Regions from separate parts of the Sus scrofa genome. Here region 2 is linked to region 1. Evidence: chromatin contacts called from public Hi-C data. All regions are on one chromosome and are shown on one strand. The core of a region is the stretch at or near the end of the contact, and the rest is flanking DNA. Distances in the headings are between cores, read along the strand shown.

What was found. Hi-C and Micro-C count contacts between places; a contact is called where the count stands out from the background.
Region 2: a contact with region 1 is called in a Hi-C map of epiblast stem cells, with 2.1 times the contacts expected there. The contact joins the promoter of RAB4A here to the promoter of TAF5L in region 1. A contact is called at or near these places in 2 of 5 promoter capture datasets (fetal liver and liver), 5 of 47 Hi-C or Micro-C datasets (embryonic fibroblasts, epiblast stem cells, heart right ventricle and 2 more) and 2 of 2 datasets of contacts at active chromatin or transcription factors (alveolar macrophages and skeletal muscle).

Annotation. Positions count from the first base shown.
Region 1 is chr14:60,251,771-60,256,530 of Sscrofa11.1, reverse strand. It overlaps TAF5L (TAF5-like RNA polymerase II p300/CBP-associated factor-associated factor 65 kDa subunit 5L), which reads right to left and starts at 2,029. Exons shown (of 5, transcript XM_013983234.2): 1 at 1,893-2,029. URB2 (unhealthy ribosome biogenesis protein 2 homolog) reads left to right here and starts at 2,069. Exons shown (of 11, transcript XM_021074277.1): 1 at 2,069-2,199; 2 at 3,613-3,751. The coding sequence starts at 3,626.
Region 2 is chr14:60,525,693-60,530,500 of Sscrofa11.1, reverse strand. It overlaps RAB4A (ras-related protein Rab-4A), which reads left to right and starts at 1,952. Exons shown (of 8, transcript XM_001925483.7): 1 at 1,952-2,296. The coding sequence starts at 2,266. LOC102163174 (a long non-coding RNA gene) reads right to left here and starts at 1,872. Exons shown (of 4, transcript XR_002338974.1): 1 at 1,518-1,872.

The sequences.
Region 1 (4,760 bases), core at 780-3,279:
CTTAGTTTCACAGCGACAGAACCAAACACAAAACTCACACATTCAGAAGGAAGAAGCAACACAGCTATTCCAAAACACATTAATCTGATTTACTGTTGGTGACAACAAACAAAATGCCCACAGCAAGTTCTCCCCCTCTTTTGGTTTTCCAGTTTAACTGATTTTCGAGGCAGGAATGATTTATAATTTATAAAGGAAATCAAAAGTTAACATGCTTCACATTTAACACAAAAAATTAAGGCCTACAAGGAACCTAAAAGGTATTTTGCCAAAAAAGAAATTTAAATAGCTGATAACTATTATCTACAAAACACTATTTGTCAGGCACTTTCTCCTATATTATTCCTTTTCGGGCATCCTTTAAAAAAGGTCCACTTGCAATTTACCAGTCATTACCCCATTTTACAGAAGAGGAAAGGAAGGCTCGAAGAGGTTACAGATAGTTACATGGTTTCTACCTGAAGTCTATGTAATCCTCAAGACCCACTCGCTACATTAAGAAGCTCCCAGTTTAAAGCTGTGGCCCAAACTTTTCCTATTCCCACTTTCAAACAGGGCTCCCGTGTCCTCCCCTACCCCACAACTCAGGTGTATCTACACTCGCATCACTTAAGAGCAAACTCCGCCCCACCATTCCTCCCAATGAGGCACCTGGTTCTTCTTAACGGGAATTACCATTCCAAGATTTCAACCCGCAAGGTCAGAGTTTCCGCGATTCAAGACCAGCGGCGCTCGGGCCGGGCAGGATTCCCTCCGAATCCCGGAGCCTTGCAGGCTGCGAGATCCGCACTGAAACGACACTTCCACCGCCGAAGGGAGGGCTACACGGAGCCTCCTGCGCTCCACTTCCGCTAAGGCTACAGTGACACCGCGGTCTCCCACCGCGGCGGCCTCCCGACCCACGCCTCGCCGAAGGGCTCCGCGACGCCGCGGGGCGCACGCCTCACCTGGCTGTCAGGAGCGGGGCCACCTCCTGCGTGCCCTTGCAGGTGGGCATCCCCCGCGCCCCGTGCAAAGGTTGACCTCACGCCCGTCCACCCACAGTCACCATGTGCGAAGTTTAATCTCCAGTTCCGCCCCAAAACACTTCCCTTGCCTTCAATGAAGAAGGGACGGGGACGCGCGCCCGGCCATTCGCGCCGCCCGCCCCGCCCGCAGGACTCCGAGCGGGACCGCGGAGCCCAGCCGCCCCGCCCGCGCCCCGCCCCCACCTCCTAGGCCTCACGGCCCGCCCGCCGCGCCCTCGGCCCGCCGCCCCACTCACTGAACATCCTAGGCGGCCCCCGCTGCCCCCGCCGCCGCCGCCTCCGGGCTCTCCCCGTGTCCGCCTCCGTCGACTCCGCGGCAGGCTCGCGCCCCGCCGGCCGACTCAGCCGGGCTCCCGCGCCCCGCGCCCCGCCGCCCCCGCGGCGGCTCTGGGCGGCCGCCCCATGACTGACTGACGCGGAGCCGCCGCGGGCTGGGCCGCTCCGGCCTCCGACGCGCCACCGCCTCCGCCAATGGGCGCGGTGCCTCGGCGCTCGGCTGGCGATGCCTGGCGAGCGCGCCCCGCCTCCGCGCCGCTGGCGTCGGGCGGAAGGAACCCGCCGGCCCCACGTGGTGGGCCCGGGGTCGGTCCCGCCGCCCCCAAGGTAGCAGTCTTCCACTACACGCGGTCCCCGGCCCAGGCTGGCGGCCAGGAGAGCTCATACCTGGGGACTGCCCGCCGCCCGTCCCGGCGGAGTGTGCGTGAGCTTCTCACCTGGGGACGGCCTGCAGGTGAGCCCCAACCCAGGAGAGACCTGAGGAGAGCTCCCTACCTGGGGCCGGCGCTGAGGTGAGCACGCTCCTGGCCCGGCCCTCCGCCCCTCCTGCGGTCCCTATCCCGAGTCGGCCCCGAGGGGGCTGCTCACCTTGGGACCGCCCGCCCCCGGTCAGCCCGCTCTGGGCTCGCTCCCATCACTCCTGGCTCTGCTCTCTTGATTTTGGCTACTGGGCTCCCTTCTATTCCGTAGATTCAGTGCGGCCGCGCGTGAGTGCTGACGCAGCCTTGCTGTCAGCAACGGGCTTTTCACACTCTCTTGCAAAGATCGCCGCGGGGCCTTGAGAGTGGAAGAGTGGGTAGACTCCGGGAGTGTCTGGGGTATTTTTGTAGCCAATTTTGCAAACAGTTTTTAAGTACTTTGTAGCTGTCTCAATGACATTGGATTTAGAATTTCAGTAAGTAGCTGTTGAGTGGATGTTGGACGTTTTGACTATAGGGTGACTGACAGCACTTGACTTGTTCTGTTGTCTGCAGTAGAGTGAAAATTACTCTGCTGAATGTCTTTCATCTGATTTTTGCTTATTCCCTGTAAAGATACCTACTAAGAACTAGTTCTGAAGGTAGGTCTGTAGGACCTCAGACCTCTTAGATTTAAAACATTCAGTGATCCAGCAAATTCTTTTTGGTTTGACAGTATTTAAAATAGAGTCATGGGGCTGCGATCTTTTTCTGGTATTTCCTTGGCCGTGTTTTGTTTTTATGATAATTTTATTTCAGTATTAAGTATCATGAAAAACTTTCTCTCCTAAGGAACTGACTTGCTTACTTTTATATAATGCAAATGATTTAATCTGATATATTTGCCCTTTTTGCTATGACTTAGAAACTCAAACTATAAATGCCTCAGTTTTATGGGATTATAGGTGGTTGGAGTGTTTGCATTCTTTTTTCATTCGTGATTTTGTTATATTGGTATTTTTTCATGTTAATTTTGTAGCTATATTTTGTAGAGTCTTTCAGAAGAGCTGTGGATCAAGTTATACTGGGACGTTACTGTTGCAGCTGGAATAAATCTTTCTATTGGAACTAGGTTTATACTGTATTTATTTTGTACTTGAGGAAATATTACTATGTCCAAATACTGCCTCCTTGTCTCTTTAAACTGTTGAAAGGAGCTGGTCCTGATACATAGTATATTATGAAGCATTTGTGAAGAAATTTACTTTTTCCATCTAAAACCAAGTATGAATGAATCTTTTCAGAAATTCTGTGAACACTTTGGGTTTTGTCCCTTTGAATTTCTGCGAACTAACCTCTGAGGATGTGGTGTTGGAGCACAGCAGGAATACTTGTGTGTAATCCATCTTCTGTTTGCTTTCATCTGAATTTCTCCCAAGGTGATGGACTCAAGCATCTATCTGTAGACTTATGCCTGATAGCATTTTAATTTCATTAAAAGGAAAAAAAATTTTTAGGGGAATGCCCATTGTAGATCAGCAGAAATGAATCTGACTAGTATCCATGAGGATGCAGGTTTCATCCCTGGCCTCACTCAGTGGGTTAAGGATCCGGCATTGTGGTGAGCTGTGGTGTAGGTGGCAGATGCAGCTCAGATTCAGACTGGCTGTGACATAGGTCAGTGGCTACAGCTCTGATTCAACCCCTAGGCTTGGAACCTCCATATGCTGTGGGTACGGCCCTAAAAGACAAAAGACCAAAACAAAAAGAAGAAGAAGGAAAAAAAGACAAAAAAAATTTTTTTTAAAGACTACGGGTTATGTAGACCATAAGATACATAATGTTCATTTTCTGATGCCTTTTAAGTTTGGACTTAATGTAATTTTTTTTTCCATTGCTTTAAATTGCAGGTAAAGTACAGCAATGGCTGCTGTTTATTCTGGCATTTCTCTTAAGCTTAAAAGCAAGACAACTTCCTGGGAAGATAAACTAAAACTAGCTCACTTTGCTTGGATTTCTCACCAGTGCGTTCTTCCAAATAAAGAACAAGTAAGTTTAATGTGAAAGTTACATTACTGTAACCTAAAGTGATGATCATTTATGTAAATTGCGTATTGACATTTAAATAAAATTTTTAAAGATTTGAGAAAAGATTGGGGAAGGAAACATGGTTGGAAAGTTAAAAGTAGTGTCAGTGAGAAAAAGTAAGTAGTCAGGTATTTGATTAACAAAGTTCTTTTGCTACAAAACCTCAGTCAGCATTTCTTTTATGTTTGGAAACATCTCATATTCTGAACTAGGTATGTGTATCAGTGAACAAATAGGTTACAGAAGTCAGGTTCTGACTCTCCATTTGTTTGTAAATCCAAGGTGATGCTCTATAAGCAGTTACTCGTGGTGTTTTGTTAAACATCTTTAGAATTTGATGAATTGAAGGTTGGGAGGTAGAGAAGTTTTAGCATTTGTAAGTAGGCCTAGGGAAAAGAGATTAGAAACCTATAGATTAAAAAAAAGAAAGAAAAAGAAACAGATTATCAACCGAGAAAGACATGGCTCTTTGTTAACATTTCTCAAGCTTGACAGAAAAATATTGTTAATACAATGGAGACACGTTGATGAGCTCATGAAGTTGGGTTAACATACACTCATTTGCTGGTATTTAAGACAGCACCAAATGTTTTACAGATTGATTGCATCCATTGAAATGATGAGGTACTACTGTCGAATCTAGTGGTTTCTAAAACCTGGCTGCACCTGAGTGACATTTCAGCTGCTTGGCAGTCACTTGGCAGTCTTGGCAGGCTATTTGATCAAGGTCTCCACTATCCTTATCCTGAGAGAGGTTTTTTTTTTTTTTTTAAGCATTTGTTTCTGTTCATGCTGTGATGACAGTTCTGGTGGTGTCATGATCTGAGGCCTCACTGGCATTCCTCCTGTGTATTAGTAAGGAAACACATCACAGTAATGGAAACCTCTTTTTAGTACAGTGCTCAGTGAATGAATGATTTCACAGGAGACAGTCTCCATCTTCTGAAAGCCATAAATGGATTCAGAGATG
Region 2 (4,808 bases), core at 703-3,202, 270 kb before region 1:
CTACATAATCAACAGTACCTCAGAACCAAAGCTGTCTCTAAGAATATCTAGGAGAAATGTATCATCTCTCAAAGATTCAAAGTTACTGAGATGCAAATCAACTTTCACATTATTATTCAAGGAAGTTTGTCTCCTTCAAACCTCAGTTCTTGAGTACTTCCCTTTCTAACTTGTGATATTTGGCTTTATATTTGCAAACTAACACAAAAATGGCTTCTTTGGGTGGTTTTCGCAAAACAAATAGTTTTTCCCAAAGGCCTAAGTATTCGTTTTCTACAGAAAGGAAAACTGCTCTCAGCTTTGAAATCGTTGCTTAATTTTTATTTCTATCACCCTGCTCAGGTTTCGCACATCACATGGTCCAGTTTCAGTCAATAATCTAGTGGTTCCTTTCTTATTATCCACAGAAGTTCCCAACAGGAAGAAAACTTCAATGTAAAGAATGGGATCACCATCTTTCCTCTGACATAGTTCTAATCAGTGTCTGTCTGATACACTCAGGAATGAAAATCAAACCTGACCTGTGGAAAAGCCAAATAAGAAAGCAACAGTGTCCAAGCCACTGAACAAGGGACACATGCAGAATAATTCTAGGGTATTACGGTCCTCCCCATGTTTCAGCAGGTGGCCTTCTCTGCGATTTAGAAGCAAGGATATCTATTTCTATTAGAATCAGTGATGCAGAGCCAGAGAGTCATTGGGGAGGAGGCGAAAGGGCTCAGGGAATGGAAGGCCTGATGCCAATTTAGAGGACAGAGCCAAATGGACTTGAAAAAAATGTATTTCCTGGTACTCCCCCCACAGCCAAGCCACTTGGGAGCTTAGCCAGGGCGTGTTTTTAGGATTCTACTGGGTCTTTTGAATAAGCTTGGGTCTTCTTTTTCTTTGTCTCTTTAGGGCCACACCCATAGCATATGGAAATTCCTAGGCTGGGGTAAATCAGAGCTGTAGCTGCTGGCCTTCCACACCGCAGCAATGCAAGATCCCAGAGGCCTCCGAGACCTACACCACAGCCCAAAGCAACTCCCAATCTTTAACCCACTGAACAAGGCCAGGGATTGAACCCACGTCCTCATGGATACTAGTCGGATTCATTACTGGTCAGCCACAACGGGAACTCCTGAATAGGATTGGGTCTTATGAGATGCCATGTGGCTCTGATCATGCTCCAATGGAGCAAAATCCCAACCAAAGTCCTCTTCCCAGTCAACTTTTTGGTTTATGGCTACTTTTCCCACAGAAAGGGATTCTGAATTCAGCTGTGCTCCTTAAATCAAAATGTTCAACCAGCGACTCCTACCCTTAGACAAACACCCGCCAAGAGGGGCTTCCGGTCCAGGGGCCTCAGTCCCCTGAATGCCGAGCAGTGGGGCCAATATCTAGTCCTCTGGGGCTTCCTCAGAGCCCGCACATCTGAGCTTCTGACGGTCCCGCCGACAGCAGCTCGGCCCCCCAAGAGCGCCTGGCAGGTTCTGAGCGGAGCTCAGCTCCCCCGCGGTAAGCCCGCCTCCCCGCACCTAGGGTTGGCCTCCAGTCGGACTCCTGGGGTTGCGGACTCCTGGGGTTGCGGACTCCTGGTTACACATTCACCACGTCCCCGACAGGTCACTACCGCTTAGAGGAAGTCTCTATCTGGCAGAGCACGCCAGGTAACCACGAAGAAGTCTCTACTGAGGTGGCGGCCAACCTGGCAAGACTGTCTTTCTCCCCAGGGCAGGTAATGGCTTTCTCTGCCCGCTGGGACCCTACAGTCCCAGTCCCAATCACCGGGGCCGGCTGACCGCCTGCCCCGACGCGCCCTTCCCAGCTCCTGCGCGCCCCTGCGACCTGGACTGGGCCGGCCACGCCCCTCCGCGCGTCCGGTCTCTGCGCGCACACGCCCCGCCCCGCCCGCGCCCGTTACCACCCACGCCCGCACCGGCCCCAGCTTCTCTGCGCCCCTAGGCCCGCCCCGGCCTCCCCGCGCGCACGCGCGACCGCGGGCTGGGGGCCGGGCCCCGCGCCCCCTCTCCTCCTCCTCCTCCTCCCCCGCGTCCAGGCCGGCGGGGGAGCTGGGGCCGTGCGCCTGCGCGGAGCCGGCAGTCCGGCAGGGCCGCATCCGCGGGGTGGCCGGCAGTTGCCGTGGGGACCGCGGGCCCCTCCCTCCTCCAGTGCCCTGCCCTTCGCCGTCCCCCACCGAGGCGCGGCGGGCGACCCCGGCCTCCTGGCCCCGGCCCCGCCAGAGCTGCAGCCGGTGACCCGGCGAGAGGCGGTGCCGCTCCCAAGATGTCGCAGACGGCCATGTCCGAGACCTACGGTAAGGGGCGGGGGGCGGCGGGGCGGAGGCCGCGGGGATGCGGATCCGAGTGTCGGGGGCGTGGGTCGGGCGGTGGGTCGCGCATCTACGTGATCTGTTTCTCCGAGTGTCCTTTTGCTTCTCCTCCGCGTTCACGCCGGTAGGGTTTTCCTTTTTTACTCAACATCAACAGCTTAGGGTTTGGGAAGCCAGTTCGAGATTCGGTTTCATATGCGGTATTGTTCCCAGCTAGAGTTGTGAAGGACTTAGGGCGACGCCTTCAATTGAGTGTGTTCCTTCCTCAACTATTGCAGTCTGACCATTCCTGTCTTGGAATTCCTTTCTTTGCAGTGGGATTACAAGAAGGGCTTGTCGATAGGCGACTTCATCCATTTCTTCCTCTTGGGACCTTTCAGGTTGCGTTATGGCTACTTACAAACACCTCTGAAGCAGAGCCCTGTCTGCTTAATCTTTGCTTCCTCGGTAGCACCCAAACCTGGAGGCGCCCAACAGAGGTTTTTTGAGTGAAAGAAAGCCTTTCCAATTCATCGATTATGTTTTGTTTTTGTTTTAATCCTATGTGGTAAAAATAAACAATGTAGTATACCCCTGCTCTGTGTCAGGGCTGCAGAGGTGTTTGCTAGTCTGGGATCTCTCTTTCAGAAGCATGCATTCTCAGGTAAAGACTGATTTGGGTTTTACAGTCCCTGGAGATGCACAAGTTCAGTTACCTCTAGTCAGATCAGTCCTGTTGCCTCCATTTGTCCTGGCCTACTGCTCCTTCCCATCAACAGATAGATGTGGACTGGTTTTATGGCGTGGTGCCTCAGCACTGCAGAACTCACCACAGGCACTTCTCTGGTCTCAGGGAACTCACAGCCCAGTAGGGGGTACAGTGTTAATCTGGTTGTGACACTAAAGATGGGTTAAGAACCCAGGTGGGAGTTCTGAAGGAATGTGGTCTCTAAAGCTATGTGAGAAAGAAACCTGACCTGACCAGCACGGCCAGGACAGCCTTAACCTGTCCCCACAGGCCCAGCCCCCAAGGGCTGCAGAGTCCCTGTAAAAGGAGTGCATCTGGGGCTGGCCTTGTTCTCAGTAACACTGAGAGCAGGAATCTGTTCCTGGAAGGCTTAGGAAGTCCCACTGGGCATCCCTGGTTGTAGGATCAGTATTGTCAGAGTCTGATGCTACCACACTTCACATGCACAAGGTCTGCCTCTCTCTGTAGAGAGCCACAGTCAGATTCCATAAAGGACATCACTTCTCCAGCAAGTGTTGAAATTTTGGTTATGTTTTTTCTTTTTTTGTTTTTTTGTTTTTTTTTTTGGCTGCACCTGAGATATGTGGAAGATCTCAGGCCAGGGATTGAACTGTGCCACAACAGCGGCTTGAGCCACTGTGGTGACGCCAGATCCTTAACATTGCCACAAGGAAGTTGCCACCAGGAAACTCCTAGTTTTTGCTTTATTTTCAAGTGCTCCTTACCCCACACTTTTTTTTCTGTGAGCTGGATAAAAAAGCGTAAGGGAGGGTTAGAAAGTTCAGGAAACCAAATGGAGGAGTTCCCATGTGGGTCAGTGGGTTAAGGATCTGGCATTGTCACTGCAGCTGTCCAAGTCCCTACTGTGGCTCTGGTTTGATCCCTGGTCTGGGACCTTCCTCATGCCACAAGAGGGGAAAAAAAAAAAAACTTGCCAAGTAGGGTGATGAGTTAGTGAGAAGGACTGGAAGTCAGAGCTTTTATGTTTCATTTATCTTCTCTGAAATGACACCCTTGAAAAAATATGGCATCTCTACTTCAGACAGAGTTCATTGAGTGTCGCAAAATAACTGACCAAATTCTGTCCATAAGGCTTTGAACTTTAGTGCTCTTATTTCATAATACCTTCCAAATACATTTACTTTTCACTAACTAAATTTAATCCTTTCCTCCATCAGAGGAAATTAGATGAAGCTAACAGAGAATTAGTTTTGGAAAGCGCAAGTATGGCACTTGAAAGTACCAACCCAAAGTAAAAGTCACCCCAAACCAAGTCCTAAGCTGTCACCTTCACTTATCATTGGTAGATTTGCACAGCATTGTTTCCCCAAAGTAAGTCAGGTTCCCTGCTTCCGGACGTTTGCCTGTAGCTGGGAAAGGAATGTTTGCCTAATCTTTAAACTCCTTTGTACTCTGTGCTCGTTTTCTCTCTTCTGGAAAAGGAGTCTTTGTAGCTCGACAGGGATATGATGAAAAATAAAGAACCAGTGCTTGCTGGTATACTGTTAATGAGCTCTGTCTACCTGCTTTTCAGCACATGAAAGCAGTATTTCAGCTTTGTTGGCTGTAGTGTTCAACATTTTGCTGCTTTGAAAGCACCAACCATGGGCATACTTTACATTATGTAATACTTTATATAATATTGTAATACAAAATCGAAACCTCGAACACATAGATTTCTGATTGAAATCCTCAATCTGAATATGCCTAAACTGAAACAGTGTTTCCCAAATATTGTTAGATTCGCAACATTCTTAAAGTTGGTATGGC